Regions from separate parts of the Mus musculus genome. Here all the other regions are linked to region 1. A link is a contact called in public promoter capture Hi-C data. All regions are on one chromosome and are shown on one strand. Each heading gives the region's core, a stretch centred on a gene start, on an enhancer-like site or on the middle of the called end of the contact. The rest is flanking DNA. Distances are from core to core; before and after follow the strand shown.

Region 1 (2,779 bases), core at 133-2,632:
AAAAGACAATATACTCTCATTTATATAAGGTTAAAGCACAGATGATACTAGGAATATTTTGTTCAGGGATTAAACTCTTATGTGGAAAATGAACTAAAAAACAAAAAACAAAACAGGAACAAACAGCTGGGCTGTGGTGGCTCACACCTTTAATCCCAGGACCTAGGAGGCAGAGGCAAGCGGATTTCTGAGTTCGAGGCCAGTCTGGTCTACAGAATGAGTTCCAGGACAGCCAGGGCTACACAGAGAAACCTTGTCTTAAAAAAACCCAAGAAAACAAAACAAAAACAAACAAACAAAAGGCAAAGGAATAATTGTAATTGGTGCAAACTCCTAGATAAAAGGGGAAGAAGCAATCTGAGAGCCAAGGGGGCTTCTAAGGCACTTATGTGAATCATGTCCTACCTCTTAACCTGTATAGCAAACAGCTCTTTATAATCACCCAAGCAATACACTAGATTCACTTTCCATGTATGAGGAATCTCATCACAGAATAATTAAAATAATTCAAGCAGAGGAAACATGAAAACAAGACAACAAATGAAACAAACAACAACAAAAACCTTTTAAAAACAATTCAGGAGAAAGCATTCCTAAACAGGTTCTTTGTGCCACTGTTCCAGTGCGAAGATTCAATGGCAGTGTGAAGCCAAAACTAAGTGGCTCCTTTTTCTTAAGGTTTCCTGTCCTGTCAATAACTGGGAAGCTCCGGCCTCAGGGAGGTCCGCACCAGGCTCAAAGGGCCATTTACTGCAGAATCAGGAGGGGAAACTGCCCTAAGTTTCCTTTCTTCTTCCAAAGCACCCGAAGCCAGATCTGCGCTCAATTTGGAGATGCAAACTATCACCCTGTAACTTGAAGATCTCAAAGCACTACCCGGTGTGGCGGGCCCATTATGTCTTTAAAATCTAGACAAAGTAAAGTGCCCACCCTCTGACCCTCTGGCCGGTGAGACCTAGCAGGACCAGCGGGCGGGCCAGGGAGTGGCTGGCGTGAGCATCCGGAGAGTCAGGAATGTGAGAGGCCAGGCAGCTCCAGACGCTTCTGCCCTGAGGGAAACATTCCAGTGGAAACCCGCCTGGCTACGGCCCTTCCAGAACTTCACCCCCGCAGACTGGTCCAGCCTGCCGGCCTTCCCTCCTCCTTTCTCCTTTGTCTTCCCGCTGGAGAAAAACCGCCCCTCAAGAACGTGACACATCCCAAACAAAAGGGAAAAAAAAAAAAAAGACACAAAAGTTTCATAGTAAAAGATAAAAGTTGCCTTCAGCAACCCGGATATGACCTTACCTCTTCATGTTTCCGCAGGCCCCTATCACTAACTTGGGTAAATAGGAAGGAGACCTCAACTCCCAGCAATCTGTGCGGCAGACTCAAAGGTGATGAAGGTTGGAGCGTGGAACTCTGGGAAGTGTAGTAATGTGATGATGGAAAGAGAAAGCGGGTATTGGGTGATGGGTTTATTGGAAATTAAGAATTTTTGGCCCAGGTTAAAGATAACATCCAAAATATAAAGCTCATAAGCCTAGGATTCACCTTTGGCTTCTTGGATTTTTCTCTAAGTATCAATAAATCCTATATTGTTCCTAATCACCGTCTTCATTCTTGTCAGCAAGGCTTCTCTTTTAAGGATTTATCTGACCTGCCTGCTGTTTCCCCTCAAGCCTCTGGTCTAACCACATTGTATGCACTAATGCTTCTCTCTTAGTTGTAACAGATCCTTCTGGGTTCCCTTAGTTTAAAGTCAGAAGCAGTACGTACCCAGACTTTTGAATATTTTATAAAAATATATCGAAGCCAGAGTCAGATATGGTACTGAACCGGAGTTCAGTTCCCATACAGCAGTTCACAATTGTCGATAACTCCAGTTCTGAGCATCTGACTTGTTTTTGGGACACCAAGCACACACGTACATGCAGGCAAAAAACTCCGATGCAGAGCATAGCTTATTTTTAAAAAGCTTCGTATAGAAAAGTGTTTAAAAGCATTAGTTCCCGGGTTTAGGGATGTAGCTGAATCTGTAACGTGCTGGCTTGACATGCATGCACAAAGCCCCCTGTGGGATCCTCAACACCACACAAACTGGGAGTGGAATACTTGTTCGGGAAGTTCAAAGGCAGGCTGGACTACACGAGACCCAATTTCAACAATAGCAACAGCATGAATAACAAAAACAATAAAAGTATGTGTTCTTAATGGCCCAAAATGGAAAAGCAAGTATCTCTAAAGTTATGAAAATGTATTAATTTATAAGATGGAAATTTCAAGCTACAAAGCTCATTTAATTACATAGCTCAAAGCAAGCCAGGTCTACATATTCTCAAAAAAAAAAAAAAAAAGAAAGAAAGAAAAAAACTAAAAACAAAACCAAAACAAAACAAAAATATAAAACAAAGAAGGACTACTACCATGCCTCCAAACTATAAAAGGTAAGTAGAAAATTCTGAGACTCTGCACATTTATGAGGAAACAAGAGAAATATGATTTCTAAATGTATTGTAGGATCTTGAAATAGACAGAGGACACACGGTAAAAACTAAGTACATATAAATAAAGTATAGTTTTTATTTAATAAGTTTCATTGTACATGACAAATATACTGTTGTGTTAGACATGAACTCTAAGAAAAACAGTAGAGTACATATGGAACACTAGAGTATGAAGCTCTAATGTAAATCTAGAACTATGTTAAAATAAAACATGATTTTTGAGATCTGTGGATTGTATCCAGGCTATTCTGTACTTTTTTTTAGTTAATATCCACTTCTTAGTGAGTACATAC
Region 2 (2,779 bases), core at 108-2,607, 960 kb after region 1:
TTAATTGCATTTGGTTGTTGTATTTAACTTCTTAATCCTGATTAGCAGTCTCTTTTATGTCACTGACTCCTTATTTTTAGTGGATTAAGTCTTAATACACGTTATTAAATTTAAACCACATCACCAGACCATCACAAAAGCAAACGCGGTGAACATAGGGGAATTCTACTGTTGAGTAATAAAGGAAAATTCCAGGACAAAAAAAAGCAGTCTCTCCGATTTCTCTTCTAAAAGAGACAACATGGAAGTTCTGAAGTATGATGTACTGTCTTACTAATGTTTAACACTTGCCTCTCAACACAGAAGGCAACCTATGATTTGGAAAGTCACAATAAAAACCTGAGACTTAGTTGATCTGAACAGAAATACTTCCCAATGTCCATTCTCTTTTGTTTGCCACAGTTCACTCGCCCCACATGGAACCCCATTCTTTCTTCACAGTGTAAATCACCTCCCCTTCTATACAAAGCCCTTCCCAACTATTCCTATCATGTCTTCTCCTTCTATGTTCTGAAATGATGTAAACTTCTTTCTGGGGGATTTAAAATATGTAATAAGACATGTACCGTTATTTCATTTATGCCTGTTTTTTTCCGACTTGACTGAAATTCCCAGCTCCTCTCAAACTTCCTGACATACACACAAAGGGCATTTGGTTACTCGTGGGCCACTGACTGGGATTACAACTAAAGAAAAATCCACCTAACAAGCTTTTTTCACAGATCTCCATCGCGCTGTCTCTTAACTCTGGAAATTTCTGAGAAAAGCGGTGGGTGTTCTAGAAATATATGAAATTCAGCAAGCTTAGCTTCCCCTCCCCACCCTGTCCCAAAGTCTCTGAGGGGTTACAGTTGGACCAGGAGTCGTGTTTTAACCCAAGGCTACTAGAGGGAGGAGTGGGCGGGAGGAGCGCAGAAGTGGCCTCACACCAAGTTAGGACCCGGAAGCCATGTAGGGCTTCGTTGACACCCGCTGCTAGGCGACAAGCCCTCGGGCTGGTTTACCTGATCAGTTCTAGTAGCCAGAGATTTATCAGCCAAAATGCGCTCCTTCAACTCATCCAGCTTCCCACTGTAGGCCAGGTTACAGATCATTATGTTAGACACACACCCCTCCATTTCGCCTTCCCAAGACCTCCGTGAAACTCAAGCCCCGCCCACTCGCATTTCCTGTTCCGGCGACCAATCAAAGTACTAGAAATTCTCCAATCACTGATCTTTGTTTTCCTTGTAGCCCCGCCCATAGCCTGGAGCTTCTGGGAGTTGCAGTTTGAAAGCAGATCCAGGCCTGGAGGCGTCTTTGGAAGTCACTCAGTTCCGGGTCCTAGCAAAGTGGAACTACAAGTCCCAGAATCCTTAGAGAAAGCCGTAGTCAAGTTGCCGGTGGAATTGGCCCAGGATGACAGCTGGAGAATGGAGTCAGGTAATGGGAGCGGCTTCTGGTAGTACTGTGTGAAAAAGCTAGGGTGGGTGGTCTTTGGTGGGCCAGTAAGTTGGCCACATGAAATGAAAACTGTAGCAGCGCAAGAGAGTTCTGGGATCCTACAGATCTTGTCCCTCGGGGCCCTCACTTGCAGTGGCAGGCGGAAGGGACAGAGTTGGAGCAGAGTACTACCTCTGAGCTTGAACCATTGACTGTAGCTACCCTCCCCCTCCCTACCACTGTTTAAGGAGTGGAAAGAAGCACAGGCTAGTTACTCTGGCATTTCTCCGGAGTGGCATCAGAGTAAGGCTCTGCTACAACACAGGTTATACATTACACCATACAGAGGTGATGTGCCAGAATGATGCTAAAGACAGGGTGTGATGCCATAGGAGCCACTAGATACCTAAGAGACCTCAGTGAGTAACAGCGGTCACCTTAGGGATATCAGGGTATATGATGTTGTCACTTTAATAACATGGTAATGGCAATTACCATCGAGACTTTGCTAGATTGCTAAGCTAACAATGTGGATTTTTTTTTAAAGGTGAATTTCCAAATAGTGCTGCAGCAGAAGAGATGCAAGGCTTATCTTTTATAGAAAATATCAAAAAAGACATTAGAAAAATGTTAAAGATATATTTTTTAAAGTGACTGATGAAGTTTGTCTCCTTTGTTATGGTATAGAACAGGGCTTAGCAAACTTTTTATATAACGCCAGATCATAGTTATTTTAAGCTTTGCAGGACAGATGATAAAACCAACTCGAGAACACAAGTTATGACAAATGTTAATTGATGAAATTCGGGATATAATAATAGTGGAGTATGTGTTTATATAATGCTTTTAGCTTTTTAAAATTTTGTGTGAGTGTGTTTTCTGCCTGCATGTGTGTCTGTACACCGTGTGAATGTTGGATCCTCTGAGATCTGAGTTAGACAGTGTGAGTTGCCATGTGTGTACTGAGAATTGAACTCAGGTCTTCTGGAAGAGCAACCAGTGCTCTTAAACCCTGAGCCATCTTTCCAGACCCCAGTGAAATTTATTTTTAACACAGAAATACTAAGAGAACGGAATTCTTTGAGGGAAGTACTGTTTGCTTAGCTGATGTTTAAAGTTGCTATTTTCTATCATTAAAATTTATTCCAAATGTTCTTTTTAATCTTTAGAAAACTCTTTGAAAATATGTTTTCATGCAGTAAGTTATGTCCAAATATTGATAATCCAGGAACATATTCTTTTAAATACTAATTATTTTATTGCATCTTATTGATTGTGTGTGACCTGATTCAGCTTCTAAGAGTGTTGGTTTCTCTCCTCTCCTCTCCTCTCCTTTCCTCTTCTCTCTTCTCCCTCC
Region 3 (2,779 bases), core at 143-2,642, 670 kb after region 1:
CTCATTTGTTTGGTTTTGCTCTTGTTGTCTGTGCTTTGGATATGACACATTAACTTTTACATCTCTTGGTGCTGTACTTCCTTTTAGGTAATGTGGTTGGGTTTTTCCCTTCATTTCCACTCCAGTGTTCTCTAGCAGGTTTGTTTAACAGTGCTGTTGGCTGACTGCTATTGGTTCCCTGATAAGACACACCCATCTACCTTCATTTTTTTTTCTGGATTTGTTCCCAAGCACAGTAATGGGAGGCCCATGTGAGAGGGGCTGTTTCGGATTGCTTTATTCCTTCCTCATTTTGAGTGGAGCTAGAAAGAATATCCTCTGAGGTGGCTTCCTTCTCTCATCTACCTTTTAAGTGTGTGTGTGTGTGTGTGTGTGTGTGTGTGTGTGTGTGTGTTGGGGGGAGGTGGTAGTCTTTGAGCCAGTGATAGGTTAAAAGACAGGCTGTATCCAGACCAATGGGAGGCTCCTGGCTTCCAAATGGATCTTATTAGGGACATTGTATTCTGGATGGCTAGCATCTGCCTCATTGTCCTCTTGGCAGTGACCCTTTTGTATTGGTCAAGGATCTGAAGGTGCAAAAGAAACCTTACCCCATACACTTTTAGTGGCTTTAATCCACCTGAACAACTTGTGCCCAAGTCCAATAGAACATTGCCATTCTCCCTTTGTCAAAAGAAAAAGGGGTTGGGTTTCCTTCAATTGTCTGCCCTTCTCTGTCTCCTCCACTATTTTTGTTTTACTCTCTAGTTAACTTTGCATACAACAGCTTCACCAGTAGGACCTGTGAGGAGGATCCAGGCACACTCTTTTCATTGGCGAGTGCAACAGCCTTCTCCTTGCTCTCATCTGGGGGTTTGTGGATGTAGAAGGGAGGTAGGTGGGTGAAGAGTTTGGCCACAGTCTTCCTTCTGCGCTTCACACACACCACCCGGTCGTGGACGCGCAAACACACACACACACACACACACACACACACACACACACACACACACGCTCGTGCGCGCCTGCTCAGGCCCCTTCTCCCTGTGTCTTCCATCAAGATGACAGGGTGCTGGAGAAAAGGCTGCTGGAATCAGCTGGTAGGTACAGTAGTAATCTGAACCCCACCCACCCACTGCCTTTGCTTGCTCGGGTTTCTCTGGTCACTCCTGCCAGGGGAGAAAACATGTAAGCGCGCCTCCAGAGGAGGGGCACGGGGAGTTGGGAGTGGCGGGGGCGGCGGAAGGTGAGCCTAGGAAGGTGGCCCAGCGCCCCTTCTGCCCGGCCCCTCCCCGTGCTCCCGTAGGGTGTCAGCCTCGGCTCTGCTTGCCCCCACTCCACCCTCCTTTCGAAGGGATTGCCTTTTTTTTCCCTCTGCTGCGGCGGAAATGACAGTGTGGTGCTGCGGTGGTGTCATGGTGCTGCCTCTGGACCGAGAGGCGAAAACTCTTTAAGTTTAGCCCGGGAGACCTAGACGCGGGAACGTCGCGGTCTCCGTGCTGTCCCCCGTGGGGCGCGCGGGCTGGCGGATCCCGGCTGTTGCGCGGCGGCGGCGGCGGCCGCAGCGGCGAAGGCGGGCGGCGGCCTAGAGTGGTGGTGGCGGCGGCGGCGGCGGCAGCAGCGACAGCGGCCCGGGAGCTTGCACGGGAGCCCGAGCCAGCTTGCTGCGGAGGCCGGCGAGCGCCCGGCGCTCCCCGGCGCGCGTAGGAGATGGCTGGCACCCGGGAACAATATGGGTAAAACGCGTCCCCTCGCCGAGGCCCGGGGGGATGGTGGTGGTGGTGGGGTGGCTAGTGTCGCCGCCCGCGCCGGGCTTGGCCCTGGCTGGCTCCTGCTGCTCTTCAGGTGCCGCCGGGGCTGGAACTGGCCGAGGACACTTGGGCTTGGGGGGGGGGGCGGCAAGAGGGGGGAGACGGGGTCCTGGCGGCAATGGCAGGGCCCCGGTTGTCTGTCACACTGTTGTGACCCGAGCTCCTGCCGCTGCCCTCCTGGGAAGGAGTTTGCACTCCTAGATCCCAGGCTGGGGACCGGCCCGAGGCCTCCCGCTTGGCCAGGCCGAGCAGGGAGAAAGCAGTGGAGCGGCTCAGCTCTCGTGGCGCCTAGGCGCAAGTCTGGGAAAGGGCGCAGCCGCCTTCCCACGCTCCCGAAATCCACGGCGTCCTCGGCCCGGGCGGCGCCCCGAGGTCGGCGGTTGGCTCAGTGGTGCTGGCGCAGCAGCCTGAGATTCTGTGGACACCCTGCGAGCGGGAACCCCGGGAGAAACTTAATTCTCCCTCCCCTTTTCCTCCCTGCTGGGGAAACGATCTTCAGGTCTCTGTCTGGGTGGTTCTTTATTTCTGGCCTAGCTGTGAAAGCAGCCCCGTGGGGGGGGGGGGGGTGGAGAGGGAAAAACTTGAGTGTGTCCATAGGACACACTGCGACTGAAGCAGGGACAGGGGAGCCTTTTCCATTCCGGGCTCATAAAAATTACTGGAACATTACTGGTTATGAGCTGGCTTGGGTTGTTTCGCACTTCACGTGCAGCATAGTATTTATTTATTTAGGAGGCATTTCGATTTAGAGGAGGAAATTAGGATCCAGGGATTGTTGGACTCTTCACTTTCCCCACTCTTCCACACTCCTTAGGTACTGTCTCTATTCAAGCCCCCACATCTCCCACCAGAGTTCCTGCACTCTCAGCTTTTCTCTGTCAACCTGTGCAATGCGGCTTCTTGCTTTTCAATCACTTTGATTTTTTTTGAAGATTTTGGAGGGTGGGGCTGCTGAATGGCATTAGTTGTGTGTCTGTCTCTAAGGAGGA

The links. Promoter capture Hi-C pulls out the DNA fragments that hold promoters and counts their contacts.
Region 2: a contact with region 1 is called in a promoter capture Hi-C map of pre-B cells, with 5 times the contacts expected there. The contact joins the promoter of Atg4a here to the promoter of Rbm41 in region 1. A contact is called at or near these places in 6 of 39 promoter capture datasets (the 3T3-L1 cell line, the C10 cell line, erythroid cells and 3 more), 2 of 484 Hi-C or Micro-C datasets (CD4 T cells and uterus), 2 of 115 datasets of contacts at active chromatin or transcription factors (astrocytes and large pre-B cells) and 2 of 9 other capture datasets (adipose tissue and liver).
Region 3: a promoter capture Hi-C map of liver shows a contact between it and region 1, with 2.1 times the contacts expected there. The contact joins the promoter of Mid2 here to the promoter of Rbm41 in region 1. A contact is called at or near these places in 2 of 39 promoter capture datasets (hippocampal neurons and liver).

Annotation. Positions count from the first base shown.
Region 1 is chrX:139,997,213-139,999,991 of GRCm38.p6, forward strand. Rbm41 (RNA binding motif protein 41) reads right to left here and starts at 1,383. Exons shown (of 7, transcript NM_153586.2): 1 at 1,288-1,383. The coding sequence starts at 1,295.
Region 2 is chrX:140,955,550-140,958,328 of GRCm38.p6, forward strand. It overlaps Atg4a (autophagy related 4A, cysteine peptidase), which reads left to right and starts at 1,358. Exons shown (of 13, transcript NM_174875.5): 1 at 1,358-1,422. The coding sequence starts at 1,413. Psmd10 (proteasome (prosome, macropain) 26S subunit, non-ATPase, 10) reads right to left here and starts at 1,162. Exons shown (of 5, transcript NM_016883.4): 1 at 1,005-1,162. The coding sequence starts at 1,118.
Region 3 is chrX:140,663,564-140,666,342 of GRCm38.p6, forward strand. It overlaps Mid2 (midline 2), which reads left to right and starts at 1,393. Exons shown (of 10, transcript NM_001358366.1): 1 at 1,393-1,715. The coding sequence starts at 1,712.